3 separate regions of the Mus musculus genome follow, and all the other regions are linked to region 1. The links are chromatin contacts, called in public HiCAR-type and capture Hi-C maps. All regions are on one chromosome and are shown on one strand. The core of a region is the stretch at or near the end of the contact, and the rest is flanking DNA. Distances in the headings are between cores, read along the strand shown.

Region 1 (4,280 bases), core at 101-2,600:
GAAGTCGGGCAGGGGTGGCGCACGCCTTTAATCCCAGCACTTGGGAGGCAGAGGCAGGCGGATTTCTGAGTTCAAGGCCAGCCTGGTCTACAGAGAGAGTTCCAGGACAGCCAGGGATACACAGAAAAACCCTGTCTTGAAAAACAAACAAACAAACAAACAAACAAAGAAGAAAGAAAGAAAAAGAAAAGAAAAAGATAGGGAAGAGGAAGGCAAGATGGGGAGGAGAATGTGGCTAAGTTCAGTGGCAGAGACCTTGTCTAGAATGCACAATCCTTAGCACTGAAAACCCAAAACAATACAAGACAAAACAAAACAAAAAACCCAACAAAACTGTTTAAAGCTGATCAATGGGGGCTGGTGAGAGGGCTCAGGGTTAAGAGCACTGACTGCTCTTCCAGAGGTCATGAATGAGTTCAAATCCCAGCAACCACATGGTGGCTCACAACCATCTGTAATGAGAAACAAAAAATAAAAACAACAACAGCAACAACAACAACAAACCTTTGGGCCCGGATTGAGGAGGGGCAGAGCAAGATGGAGAAGGGAAGGGGGAAAAAGCAGCTCAATGGACAGGGGGATGTAATTTTTAGTAAGAGTAAACATTCGTGGGGCCAGGAGTGAAGACAGAGGAAATGAATTACAAGGAGGCATGAAGAAATTTCTAGAGGTGAAAAATACCCCCATATATTGATTATGACATTAGGCAAGTAGGTATATGCTCTGTGGCTGTGTGACGTGTGTGTATATGTATTTTTTTCAGAATCCATGATCGTATATTCTCAAAGCCGATGTTTACTGCACACATAAACTATATACCCCAATAAAATTTCTTTTAAAAGCTGTCCTGTGTCACACTCTGCCTGAGGGAAAGACTCAAATTTCGTATCCTAGCAGATGCCACAGTGTAGCTTCCTTCTCTCTGTGCTTCTTCTCTTCCTCCATTCCCTTGAACACTACTGTTCCTCTTAAGTACACGTACACTGCAGATCTTAAATGTGCCTAGAGGTCTCGCCCTTCTCTACTCCCTATTCAGTTTGTCTCACCTCTGGGAGCCTTGCTCCTTTTTGTTCCACTGACCCGATACAAAAGTCTACCACAGAAAGTTTTTGGTTGCGCGTCCGTTATGTCTCCCCAACTCCTTGATTAGGCTTTGAGTGTGACAGCTGCGCCTTGTCATCACCACGACTGTGACTTGGGTACCAGGTCACAGAGCTCCTTAGTCTTTGGAAAGGCAGCACAGGCACTATCCCCTCCAGCCCTGCAGGCGGCGCTGTGGCAGCCGCCCTCTCCTCTCCCGACCTCTCAGAGCGGAGGCCCCGCCCCCCGACATCACGCCTCCTGCCCATTGGACAGGCGCGCGGCCGAGGCTGGCCAATGGCGTGAGCGCTCGTGAGCCTCCGTCTTTGCGCCGCCGGAGTGCAGCGCTGTGGGCGGTTGCGGGAGAGCGGCGGGCCGCCGGGGCGACAGCGCCGTGACTCGCTTCGCGGCCTTGTTCCTCGCTGCCTGAAGCCACGATGCCTCAGTTCCAGACCTGGGAGGAGTTCAGCCGGGCGGCCGAGAAGCTCTACCTGGCGGACCCCATGAAGGTGAGTCGCTGCAGGGACCGCCCTGGGGCCCGGGGCTTCTCTACCCTTGGCGCGGCCTGAGCACGCCCAGGAAACAGTCGGCCCACCCGGTGCCACTGTCCCTTCGTCTGCTTCCGACTGACCCGGAGACCCAGTGACCCAGCGAGGCGACCCCAGCAGCTACAGGCAGGGCGGTTTCCGCAGCGCCGGACCCCACAGCGGCCTGCACCCGGGGGAGCTCCTAACTTCCGCTCGGGATCTGGTTGGTTTACGTGTCGCTGAGTGGGCTCCTCCCCCTGCACCGTCGCTTTCCTGTCCGTCGCTTAGTTTAGTGCCCCTTTCCTTTCCTACCCAGACCCGAGAGTACCAGCTTATAAAATGGTGCTACTGTACGTCCCAGTTAGGAAGCACCTGCTCTACTTTTTTTTTTTTTTTTTTGGATAGTGGGGATTTTTAGTCTTTTCCTGGACCAGTTGAAACATGGAGACTGTTTGCACTCTCACGTTAGACATAAATGTTTGCAAGCGGTTTCATTCCCCAAAGCAAACTACCCAGTCCCATCTCAGCAGTTCAGAACAAGTTCCGGGAGGGGGACACAAAGGTCAGCTTCATCATTCCTTAAAGGATTGTTGAAGGTATGGTAGACGCATGTTTTATGAATATACACGTTAAGGAAAAAGAAAACAAAAACAAAAAAACCGATGAGCAGCTAACAATCTCAAGAACCCGGGCTCAGTGCATAACACGAACTCTGTGTGTGTGTGTGTGTATCATAATGAGACTGCAGAGACACTCAGCATGCAGAACTCACTTAAGGATGGAAAGAGGGAATCTACTCCTTAAATTTGCCCTCTGACCACACATCTCTCACACTAACATGTACACACACAGACACACACATGTAAGTAAAAATCAAAAATATATTGGTACTGGCAGCTTGCGGTGGCAGTACTTACTACAGGATTTTACAGGGAGCATCTTTTACTTTTGGTTGTGAGCATAGCCTTTAGCAGCTAAGCCATCTCTCCAAGCCCACAGGAAGCATCTTTTAAGAAGGTCAGTCCATTAATTCTTACGTATGTCAGTGTTTGCTTGTGCACATGGGGTGCCTGCCCTGCTGGGGTCAGAAGAGGGCATTGAATCCCCGGGAAATGGAGTTAGGCATGGGTGTGAGCCACCTTGTGGGTGCTGGGAGCCAAATCTGTGTCTACCTGCATTAGAACCACAGGAAGACCAGAGTAGACAGTAGAACATTCGGAACCATCCTTGTGTATTTTTAAGCTCCTATCTTCTCATGCGTCCTAGATGGGCCTCATTAATGTCCTGTGGAGATGAGAGTGATCTTGAACTCTGGGTGTTAGCTCCCCCGGCCCTTCTTTTTATTTCTCAGGAACTCAGAGATCCGCCTGCCTCTGCCTCCCGAGTGCTGGGATTAAAGGCGTGTGCCACCACACCCGGCTGCAGGCTCCCTTTTTAAGGCAACATTTAAAACTAATGATCTTATTAAAGTGATAATAAATGGCTAGGTAGATTAGGTATTTTTGAAATTGTGTAGTTTGTGACAGTGGTGGCTTCTTGTATGTACTTTCATGTGGTTCATTTCCTCAGTTGGGCAGTGTGCTGTAAGGTGGTATAAGGTTTGTCCAGAAGGGCCTGATACTGACAACAGTATACAGTGTCTGCATTTAGTAAAGAGACTGTAGATACACCAGCACACATTGAGTGACTATTTGAAGATGTAGTTGCGGGGCCAGTGAAAGTAGAAGTGTCAGGGAGTTGTGATGAGAAGGAGACACAGAGGAGGAGCTGGCCAGATCTGTCCAGGAGAAAATCCTTGTGGCCTCCAAACTTAAGTATAAACCCTGGATCTGAACTCCAGTCCATTCTGGTCCTCGTAGGGCTAACGAAGACAGTTTGTTGGTCTCTAGGATTTGTGTGCGGGAATTCTGCTTTCTGTACCCAGCACATTCAGTGTGGAACCAATGTACCTTTTCACCCTTTACTCTTCCCTTTATGGCTTGAACTGAAATGCTGTTGCTGGTGAGCTGAAAGAGCCCGTGGTTGCTCTGTCTTCCTTTTAGTCCCTCCCTTACGTTTCTGCTACCGTGGTCTGAGAATACCGACACTGCCGTGTCCTCTGCTTAAAACCAGTTCTTCATTGATTACTGAATGAAGTCCTGACTCCCAGTCGCACTGTCTTGATTCAGTCATTCTGGCTTCAGACTTGGTGAAGCCATAGATACATCAGCTCTTTGTTCAGAGTGCTTATACTTTCTTCAGCCTTCTCTATATGAAAACAAAACATGTATTTTCAAAGCCACATCCCAAGAAAAGTGGTTCTTGGCCTCTTTTTCCTTTAGCACTTTTACCAGTATTTTTCTTTATAGGACTTTTTTTTTTTAAATAGACTTAATTCACTTTATTTTTCTTGTATAAAAACCCTCATATGATAGCCACAGATGGAACCTGGGTCCTCTGAACAGATACTCCAGTGTGGGTTTTCACAAGGTGGCCAGTGAATTCCTGATAAAGAGACTTGAATAACAAAGTTTCTTTCCAGAGGTCAGGGGTCAGGTAGCTGTAGGTCTTGGAGGTTGCACCACTGGTGGCCTTGGCAGTGTTATCCAGGGTGGCAGTGCAGCCCCTGGCTGATTAATGGCACTTATCAATATTGGCCATCATTAGTAGTTTTTTGGGCACAGGAGCAGAGAC
Region 2 (4,833 bases), core at 108-2,607, 640 kb after region 1:
TCAACTTACTCCGTGCAAAGCTGACATCTCAATTTTACAAATCGAAAAAAAAAATCAACAACATTGAACTAGATTTATCTACTAAAAGCTAATTTCTCCTGCAAGAATTTGTTAAAATTACTCGCAGTAAAAGCCAACACGGTAAAAGCTGTAATTTCCAAACTACCTTCAGTATGTGAGATTTTGGGAAAGTCGATAGAAGGACGAGATGATTTGGTGGCTGTATCAGAAACATGGTTTTTCATATCCACAAATTGCTACAGAATAATGGGGATCCAGTGGTTCAAAAATACTGCCTGCCGGCCCTACCTCATTAAGGCACACCCCTTAATCACCAAGGCTCACACAAGTACCCTAGGAGCCGGCCCAGACCTCAGAGGGAGGTCTAGCTTGCTGGGGAACAGCAAAGGTTGGGAGAACAGAGCTAGCAGCAGGCTGAACTTAAGACACCAGGAAGGGACCGCTGACCAGGGGAACGTTCTTTCCTGGGGACCCCTGATCCTTTCGGGTTCTTACCCAAAGGAAATAAGCTTCCGGTGATATCCAGCTTTCCCGCATTGGCACCCATCATCTCACTGCCCGGTCACTTGTCTCCCTGAGGGAGAGCCTCTCAAGAGAAAGCTCCGAGAGATGCTTGCGTCTATCTCCAAGGCAGCCAAGAGGGAAAATGCCGACGGTGCAAGGGACGGGAGACAGAGACCCAGCCTCCTCGGGCTGTCCACTGGGCTCTAGGGGAAGCTCACACCCGTGGAGATGTTCGGGGTCACCAAGAACTTGAGGTTTTAGCAGCAAGGGTTGTGCTTACACCGCCCCATTCAAGTTAACCCTGTCATCGGTGATGGTCCTGGGTGGGATCATCCTGTCCACCTCCACCTTCGAGGTCACAGCCTCTGGTGGCACACACGGGGCTAAGGGCTCCAGAGGCCACTGGTGAAGGATCGCGGCGCAGACCTGCGGTGTGTGCGCGTGCGTGTGCCTGGGTATGTGTGCGTGCATACGCGTATGCGCGTGTGTGAATGCGTGTGCGTGTGTGCCGCCGCCTGGCGACTCGTGCCCGACAGGTGCAGGCGCGCCGGCTTCCCATTGGCCACGGCGTCCTCCTCCGCCCACGCCATCCCCTTACCCCTGCTACCGGCGCTGGCTGGGACCCGCCGAGGCGCGTGCAGGCCCGCGCGCCCCTGCCCTTCCCGCGCGCGCCCGGGCCTCGTCCCTTCCTCCCCCTCTCCGCGCCGCCGCCGCGCGCTCCCGAGCTCAGGTAGCGGGCGCGCGCAGCCCGGCAGCCGTGGCCCTCGTCACCCCCGCCCCCGGCCACTCGGGGGAGCCCGGGGAGGGAGCGCGCGGCGGGACGGGCGGGGGCGGTGTAGCCCGGCAGCCGCCGAGGCTTCCGTCTCGCTCGCTCGCTCGCTCCTCTGTCTTGCTCGCTCGCTCGCTTGCTTGCTCGCGCAGAGGCGGCAGCAGAGGTCGCGCACAGATGCGGGTTAGACTGGCGGGGGGAGGAGGCGGAGGAGGGAAGGAAGCTGCATGCATGAGACCCACAGGTAAGAGCCGGAGCCCGGAAGGGGCTTGCCTGCCCCGGGGAGGCGTGCGCAGGCCGGGCTGGGCGAGTTGGCTCCTGGCTCAGCTCCCCTAAGGGAGGAATTTTTAAAATAAAAATAACAGCTCAGATTTCATAAGGGACTGGGGCAATAGGAGCCTCCCAATCCTTGGAAAAGCAGAGAAGTATCCAGGGGCAGCAGGGGGCACATTGTGAGATTCCTCAGAGTGAAATGTACAGGCCCGGGGAAAAGTGTTTTCTCAGCCGCTTGATGCTATAAGGCTTTAGACTTTCCTGTCATGATCAGAGCCGCTGAATCCCGGGGACCAGCACAGAGCCAGTGTGCACTAACCCCTGTCCTCTCTCCCCTCCTCCATCCCTCCCGCACGCGCAGTATCCCATGGTGGCTGCTACTCTCTGGACCCTGCATGGGGGGTGGCAGGGAGGATCTCGCTGTGGGAAAGGGGGCGGGGGCTGCGCAGGGGCGAACAGGGATGGGATGGGATGGAGCCCGCAAAGCCCAGGCACCGGGCCCCCAGGGTGGAGGAGGGAGAGCTTGGCCCCAGAGCCCGGGCAACCCCGGGGTATTGTCGTGTTCCGCTCCTGGTTGCAGACTCTCGCAAGCTGGATGCCCTCTGTGGATGAAAGATGTATCATGGAATGAACCCGAGCAATGGAGATGGATTTCTAGAGCAGCAGCTGCAGCAACAGCAGCCTCAGTCCCCCCAGAGACTCTTGGCCGTGATCCTGTGGTTTCAACTGGCGCTGTGCTTTGGCCCTGCACAGCTCACGGGTGGTGAGTGACCCCGCTGTGGTGGGGGGAGCTTTGAATGGCCCAGCAGGGAGGGGAGACTGTACCGACCGGACAGCACTGCGCCTTCTGCATACGTGCAGACTTTAGGGGTGCCTGAGAAATAGAGTCCCTGTGTCCCAGCCTTCTGCAAAACCCCTGGAGTTCACAGAAAATTGTGTGGAACCGGTGTAGGTTCGCACACCCACCGGCAGCCCAATTGGGCTTTTCTGAAGGAAGGATAAGAAGCCTGGCACATTTTCCCATTTTGGCCCAGAGGAAAAAGAGGATCAAAGGAGTGTGTGGGGGTGGGGGTGGGGGGAAGCAGTGTATTTGTAGCCCTTCGACCCTTGATCTTTGCCCTTCACACACAGGTCAGGTTTGGGCTTCTGGATTTGAACTACTTTAGAATAAACCGTCTTGAAGAATGTGAAGGGTCTGAAAACATGGTCAGACCAGTTGAAGGACAGGTTTATTTGAAAGTTAACTTTCTCTTTCTTGGAGGTGGTGTGCTGAGGCATGTCTGTGACTGTTGGGGGTGGGGAAGGGCTGCAGAGTTCCCTTCAGGTATGTTTCTGGAAGACTGCTTAGCGAGGTCTGAATTACGGTGGGGATTAAGTCAAGGACTCTTCTGTGAAGTGGAAGTTCTGAAACCAAATTGATAGCCCCAGTCCCTGTAAGGCGGCTAATCTATAATATGCTTGATTCCAAGCGAGAGGGCTATCTTTTGGTTGTGGTCAAGGAAGACAGATGGAGTTCCGGTCTGAATTTCTCCCCCTTAAGTCTCCCCCTTTCTTCCTTGTGCACCACCGTCCATCATTCCTGCCTGTTCCGGATCCTCCTTGAGACATTGCTGATGTGGGCTTGTGAAGGACAGGCTTGCGTTCTCCTAGCCGAAATACAGAGGATGCCTAAGTAGATAGATTGTCATTTGACGAAACACAAGTATTGCTTGGCGTAAATGAACCATTTCCACATTGGAAAATATTGCTGTCTCGGAGACTTTGAAGGTGAAGACGGGGCAAATAAAGTGAGCAGACATTTAGCAAAACTGAGGGAGGAGAATGATAGCGTAGGCCTTAGCACAGAGCAGTTGGTAATTCAGGCAATCCACTCGACAGCCATTCGATGACAAAGGCATGAAAGTGTCTATAGCGGCGTTCAGAGTCAGAGTCACAGTCGCAGAGGAAACTTACTTTTTCTTTGGATGGAGAGGGTGGGTGGGAGGGTGGGTGTTTTTGCTTTTTTTTTTTTTTCCCCAAGGAGTAACTTTTTGTGCTGCTATTTTAGCTTTTTACTAGAAGCATCTCAGAGGCAGATGTATTCGTCACAGAGGACAAGGTCAAGTGTGGGTCCAGACCACGTCTTTGTGGCTCACCAGGACTCTCCCCTCTCTGGATACTAACTCTACCTCATGAATTGCGAGTCAGTATGCAGGTGACCACTGAGCAGATAAGGGTCTTTTCCTCTTAGCTGACTTGTCAGTTCTGGCTACCAGTCCTTCTAACCAGGTGCATATGCTTTTCCATCTCCTGGAACAGGTCTCCCATGTAGATGACAGATGAGCTAATCAGAGTCCATCTCCCCGAATCTCCGCCATTGTTATAGGATGTGTGAAGTCTGCGCATGCGCCGGATTTAAGCGCTCTGCTCTTGGTTTCATCCATTACTGTTTTCTGGGCCTTTCTCAGCTTTAGTTTCCCAAGATCCTCTGAATTCACCAGTCACCTTTGCATTTCCCATAGTTTGTACAGTGGTGTCTTTTTCTATCCCTTCCCAGAGCCTTCAAAACAGGAAGTGCGGGTTCCCTGTCACCCTCCAGTGTCAGAGCCCTTTCCTTTTAGGGACTATCTGCTGCAGAATGGCTGGCCACCAGCCTGATGTCACCTTCAGTAATTATTTGGCTGACATTGATAGGCAGATGAATACTGATCATTCCAGGATTCCCATATGAATCCACAGTTTGGGCAGGAAAGAACGGTGTGTGTGGTGGGGGAGGGGGCCATCTTAAAGCATCGACCAAACAGGCTTACTTTCTTAGAAATCTATGGAGTGTCCAGGCGGACAGTAAAGGCAATTTGCTTTTACCCCATACCTTTGCTCTTAAAAACCCTGGGATCTTGTTAAAAGATAGATCCTGATTCCGTTAGCTTTGGGTGGTCCCGGAGAGCCTGCATTTCTATGGTCTCTGTCCGTTTTTATTGATGTGCATGTGTGAGTATCCTCCATGCTTGTGCTAGTCCCCTAGGAGACCAGAAGAGAGCACTGGATTCCCTGAAGCTTGAGATTCTGTCAGTCATGTGCTGCACACCATGGGTGCTGGGATCCCAACCCAGGGCCTCTAGTAGATTGGCAGGTACTTAGGAGACATCTCTTGGGCACTACAGGTCTACATTCAGTAAGCTCCTGGGTGAAGCTTTTGCTGCTGGTACAAAGACTATAGTTTGATTAGCAACGCCTCAGACTAACGCATTCCACATTCCGTAGAATGAGTCACTTTTACCTCCAGC
Region 3 (4,877 bases), core at 34-2,533, 870 kb before region 1:
CTCTGCAGTGAAATCCACTCCCACTTCACTTGAGAGGCAGCTGAGGAGTTCGAGCTGCTTCAGGCAGCAGCGTGGAGGTGTGTCTCGGGCCAGCTGTCAGGGGCGCTCAGTAGCACCTGTGATGCGCTGGGCTCCATCTGTAATAGAGATGGGGGTGAGGAAGCTGTGTTCACTCCCCTTTCATATGGGCAGCAGGCTGCACTCTGGCATCGATGATAAATCGACAGGTGACTAACATGGATCTTAGCATGATTAAGTGACTTGCCCAAGGTCACATCATTAGCAGACAGTCACTTAGAAGCTTGAACGTAGCTCTACTGTAGCAAGTAATGCTTTAATGCAGAAGTCTTTCTTAGCTGGATGCTTTCTAGGACAGTCCTGCTACAGGAGGTTCCTTAGACAAAGGATTGGAAGGAGGTCGGGTAGGAGCATGGGCAAGTGTGAGTCTTCCTGGGGACAGGCAGGGTGAGCTGAGGTGTGCAGAGTTCTCTCTCGTTCTGGATGGTTGCCATCGAGGTTGTGAGCAAGGGACTTACTTCCCCGGGGGTGACCCGTTGTGAGCAGATTCCAAGCTAACTGCTAAGATGAGCCCAGACACAGGCTCTTGTCTTCCCCAGGACCTCAGAAGTTGGAGTCAAGCAATCATATTTGCTGGAAGAAATGGAAATTAGGGTCTTCCTCAAACTCTGCTGGAATACGCGGGTGGCATGAGATAGCAGCCGCAGTTGCTTGTGGGAACGAAGCTGGTCAGGAAGGGGTTTCTGATGGACACGGATAGGAGGCAATAGCGCCACCCTCCTTGTAAAAAGTCTTGATCGCCCAGCAGGCGCATGAGAGTTGTGAGCCTCAGCTAACTTCAGAAGCCTTCTAGCTCAGAGTAGAGACAAGCCATCCAGCTGGCCTAGGCTGCCAGCCTGCCAAAGAGGAGGTGGGGGGAGGGGACAGGGGTGAGACCCCGTGCTGTCCACCCAGAAGACAGCTGGCGGGCGGGCGGCAGGTGGGTGGAGGTTAGCGGGCCACCCCTCCCCCTGCCCTGCGGAAGCAGCCGAAGAAACTGTACCCTTTTATTGTCTTTGCCACTGGGTGTTTTCTGGAGTAATTTAAACACTGCCAAACACAAGCCTTCCATCCTTTCTCTAGCCATTGAAAGGAAGCGGCAGACTTAAAAATCATCTGAGTGGCGAGGACTGGGCCAGGAAGACGGGAAGGGTGGAGGGAAGGGTGAGACGGAGGTGAAAGTATGTGGTTTGGCGGGTGGGACCAGGCTCGGGTGATGGGCCGAGACCTGCGGCAAGCAAGGGAGGAGTGCCCAGGCTTTGCTGGGCGGCGACCTCAGCGGGCAGGAGGCTCTGGGGAGGGCGCGGGGCGGGGACAGGCGACCTGCCAGGGCCAGTCACCCCCCTCCCCCCCCTCTGTGGGAGGAGGGCAGGAAAGAGGGCGGCCTTTATTCTGTATTAAAATCCTCCTCTCTACCTAGGACACGGTGTACTAACCTTGCACGGTATTTGATCCTATGCAATCAGTCTGCACTTGCCAGGCAGAGTCTTGGGGCCTCATGCATCTGCCGCACAGTCAGGGCGTAGACCATTGAGCCTCCCCTTCCCCCTTGCTGGCTTTGGTCTTCCTCTTCTCTGCTTTCCCTTCCGTCTGACACCATCCCACCCTTCCATTTCCTTCCTCGGGTTTGGGCTCTAGAGGAGCAGAACCCGCCTCCCTTAATTCCAGGTTCTGGGTGAGGAGGTATCACCAGCCCTAGCCAGTACCATCCGGAGGGTTTCGAGCCTCGGGGCTCTACACGGGGTGGGTCTTCCCTAATCTGGTCTTCGCACAACCTGATTATTGTACAAGCGCTGTGTTTGGTAATCTGGAATATTTCTCCCCAAGGCTGTACGGGTGTGTACGGCAGCTGTGGAACTTAGATAGACAGACCCGGGCTTCGGGTGTGTCTACCCGCGGCCCTCCTGCAAATCCTCTGTGCTACTCACGTCTGGAAACCTGGTTTAACCATGAGCAGAGTGAACCTGCTAGAGTCCATACTCACTCGAGCCTCTCCACCTGCAAAGCGCTAACAGTAACTTGCTTGCTTCTTAGGTTGTTTGGGGACTGCGGTTTAAGCGAGTCCTTCCCGAATTAGATCTGGGCTCCAACCCCAATGTTGCCACATGACAACTGACCTTGGCCTCTGTTTTCCAGTACGGGAGGGACAGTAACAGAACCACCCTCACTGGGCCCGCGGTGAACTCAGCTCAGTGCAGGATTTTTAAGTTGCCTAACACAGGTTGCCTGTCATAGTGAAACAGGACATTTTTTTTTGTGCAAGTAATTTGTAAACTGTGGTGTGTTCTTTAGAAATGTAGGCGGTTACTCGAATGCCAACAGGGTGAAATTCTGGGTTCCTGCCCCACTTTCTAAGGGAAATTGATCCCCAACCTCGCCCTGGGCACCCTGGAAGTTCCCTTCCTCAGCACTTCTGGGACCTCTGGGTGGGAGAGGCTGGTCCTGTGCTCCCTGCTCTATTATCCACCCCTCCCCCTTCACTTCACATTCTTTTCTGGAACTCTCAGCAGCTCTGGTAGGCTTCAATCCTGGAATCCTGTCCCCAACCTCTCTCAAAACAGATCTCGGACCACCAAGTCCATCCTGCTTTTCCTAGAGAGCCCAACTCAATCCTTCCTAGAGCTGGGGGGTCGCCCTCGCATCCCATGTAAGTCTTCCTCCGAGCTCTCCTATGATAGAGCAGTAACTAGCCCTCTATGCTGAATCACACTGTTTGAGTTCAAAGTCTACTTGGAAGCTAGAAGGTACAGGCCTGTAATCCCAGCACTTGGGAAGCCCCGATGCAGGAGGCTCGTGAATGCTGGACAAAGTTATGTTACATACTGAGTTTCAGGCCAGTGTGAGCTACGTAGGGAGCCGCCATCTCAAAGCAAAACAAACAACGAAACTAAATACAAACCCAAGTCCACCTAGAGCTAGCTTTGAGATGCTTTTGTTTTGCCTTGCTGAGCCTCAGTTTAACCATCTGGAAGATGGGAAGCCAGCAGCAAATGTTTCACTGCCCAGCTAGAAGGAATTAGAGGAGACTGCTTTGGAAGAGGCGATGTGAAGGTCAAGGTGTTGGCAGAAGCACAGTGCCTGGCATAGCACACCTGGAGGTTAGGTACAGTCCTGTGCTGCTGGATGCTTTCCATGAATGTCCTCCCCTCCCCCTCCCCGGGGGGCAGAGTATGGCCTCTTTGCAATGGACATGCCTTCTTTTGTATCACAGATCCTGGTCAGATCAGTCAGAGTGCACGTGCCTTGGGTACTCAGTCAGATGTGACCTCATCCCCTCAGTCATGGCTCTCTGCAAATGGACAGGATACTATGTAACAATAATGACTTGCCTCAAGTTTACGGAGCTCCATAGGTGGCGGCCCTTTCCCTGGTATCTCAATGAACTTACACAAGTATATCAAATCCCTGGGGCAGACATAAGTATCCACTTGATCTCTGAGAACACTGGAGATTGACCAGACCTCGGGCACTGAGAGAATTGGGATTCTAACTCGAGGTGATCTGTCTCTAAGATTTTGTTTCTTTTTTAGTTTATATTGTTTTGCCATTCGAACTGGATTATAGCGCCCCCTTTGTGTGTGTGAGTGTGTGTTTCTAGTGACATCATACAAACCACTGTTGGTCAGTAAAGTTGATGAGCTGATAATTGATTTTTATAACAGTCTCTAGGTGCAAAGGACTTTGAAGAGGCCAAAGCTTTAACTGTAAGCTCTTTGATCTGTGATCCATTGCACTAGAGGTCTGGTTCTTTTCTTGAAGTGGCCGGCTTTAGGGTTTAACTCACTTGTTACTTGGGAAGCCTACTCCCTTTCACTCCCCCAGAAGTTGGCAGTAAGGCCCACGGGCAGGTTTTCTCTATTTTAAGGTCTCTTGATTACAGGATTTTGATCTTTTGGGAATGAATCTCTCAGGGCTAGTGAATCGTTAAGGGATGAATTCATTTATAACAAAGGCAGCTGGTGTTAAAGGAAATCAGATAATGACCTATGAGGTGGTGTGATCGTCAGACAGGGGCCACACTCTGAGGGTCGTTACAGGCAGGTACTGGTACACATAGTATCACCTCTTTGTTCAAGACTCCAGGCACTGAGAAAGCCAATACAGTTTCTGTTGTCTCCCCACTTCTGTCGTTCAGCCAGCCTTTGCTCTGCCATGCCCTGGGCCTCCTCTCTGTACGGTCTGCCCTGAGCTGCCAGCTCTGCTGTCTTGGGGAGTGGGCTATAGCGCCCAGTGTGACCCTGTGGAGCACTTGTAGGCGGGGAATGGATGCAGAATGAAGAGAGCATTGTTTCTAATTAGCTCTGATTAATCCTTTCGGGGGGCGGGGACCCAAGCAGCCTGTGTGCAGCTGCCGCCCTTAAAATGAGCTTGCTTGTTTTACAATGGTAAGATCTTTTTCTGGATTGAACTTTTATGTAGGTTCAGGGATCAGATTATGCCCATCATAGGACCAGAGAGGAAGATGATCACAATCGAATCCTCATCTGGCTCATTATCTAAACAGGAAGTCCTCTTTTGCATAGACAAGGGGAGTACCAGGTAACAAAAATATAACAAGCAAATGTGCTACTACCAGGCCAAAACGAGAATGGGTGTAACAACCCAGAACAAGGCTAGGCAGATAAGCTGCAGATCTTGAGTCCATCACTCTATGACAGTGACCTTGGGCAAATCAAGCACTCTGTGCCCCAGCCTTCCAAACTGCAAGTGAAGGTGGTGTGAGAACCACATAGGGCTTGCCATGAGCATTGAGTAACATTTATGAGACAATTAAAATGGCGCCTAGGCCACAATAAGTTCTCTGATATATAATATACACA

The links. HiCAR-type assays count read pairs that join an accessible place to other places. Capture Hi-C pulls out chosen DNA fragments and counts their contacts.
Region 2: a capture Hi-C map of macrophages shows a contact between it and region 1, with 4 times the contacts expected there. The contact joins the promoter of Susd4 here to the promoter of Srp9 in region 1. A contact is called at or near these places in 3 of 39 promoter capture datasets (embryonic stem cells, hippocampal neurons and liver) and 2 of 9 other capture datasets (adipose tissue and macrophages).
Region 3: a HiCAR-type map of astrocytes shows a contact between it and region 1, with 3 times the contacts expected there. The contact joins the enhancer-like site here to the promoter of Srp9 in region 1. A contact is called at or near these places in 5 of 115 datasets of contacts at active chromatin or transcription factors (astrocytes, embryonic stem cells, memory CD8 T cells and 2 more) and 1 of 9 other capture datasets (embryonic stem cells).

What each region holds. Positions count from the first base shown.
Region 1 is chr1:182,123,387-182,127,666 of GRCm38.p6, forward strand. It overlaps Srp9 (signal recognition particle 9), which reads left to right and starts at 1,351. Exons shown (of 3, transcript NM_012058.3): 1 at 1,351-1,589. The coding sequence starts at 1,518. It overlaps Gm33725 (a long non-coding RNA gene), which reads right to left and starts at 1,380. Exons shown (of 3, transcript XR_373761.4): 1 at 1,047-1,380. It also overlaps the pseudogene Gm17968.
Region 2 is chr1:182,762,859-182,767,691 of GRCm38.p6, forward strand. It overlaps Susd4 (sushi domain containing 4), which reads left to right and starts at 1,358. Exons shown (of 9, transcript NM_001356461.1): 1 at 1,358-1,538; 2 at 2,148-2,330. The coding sequence starts at 2,183.
Region 3 is chr1:181,255,563-181,260,439 of GRCm38.p6, forward strand. No RefSeq gene overlaps it. Among named protein-coding and RNA genes, the nearest start is that of Gm39718, 29 kb to the right of the region's middle. Within about 2 kb of position 1,284, at least 318 of the 459 cell types and tissues checked have an H3K27ac peak or open chromatin away from gene starts, as enhancers often do. A contact at or near this core is called in astrocytes, embryonic stem cells, memory CD8 T cells and 2 more, where this site is marked.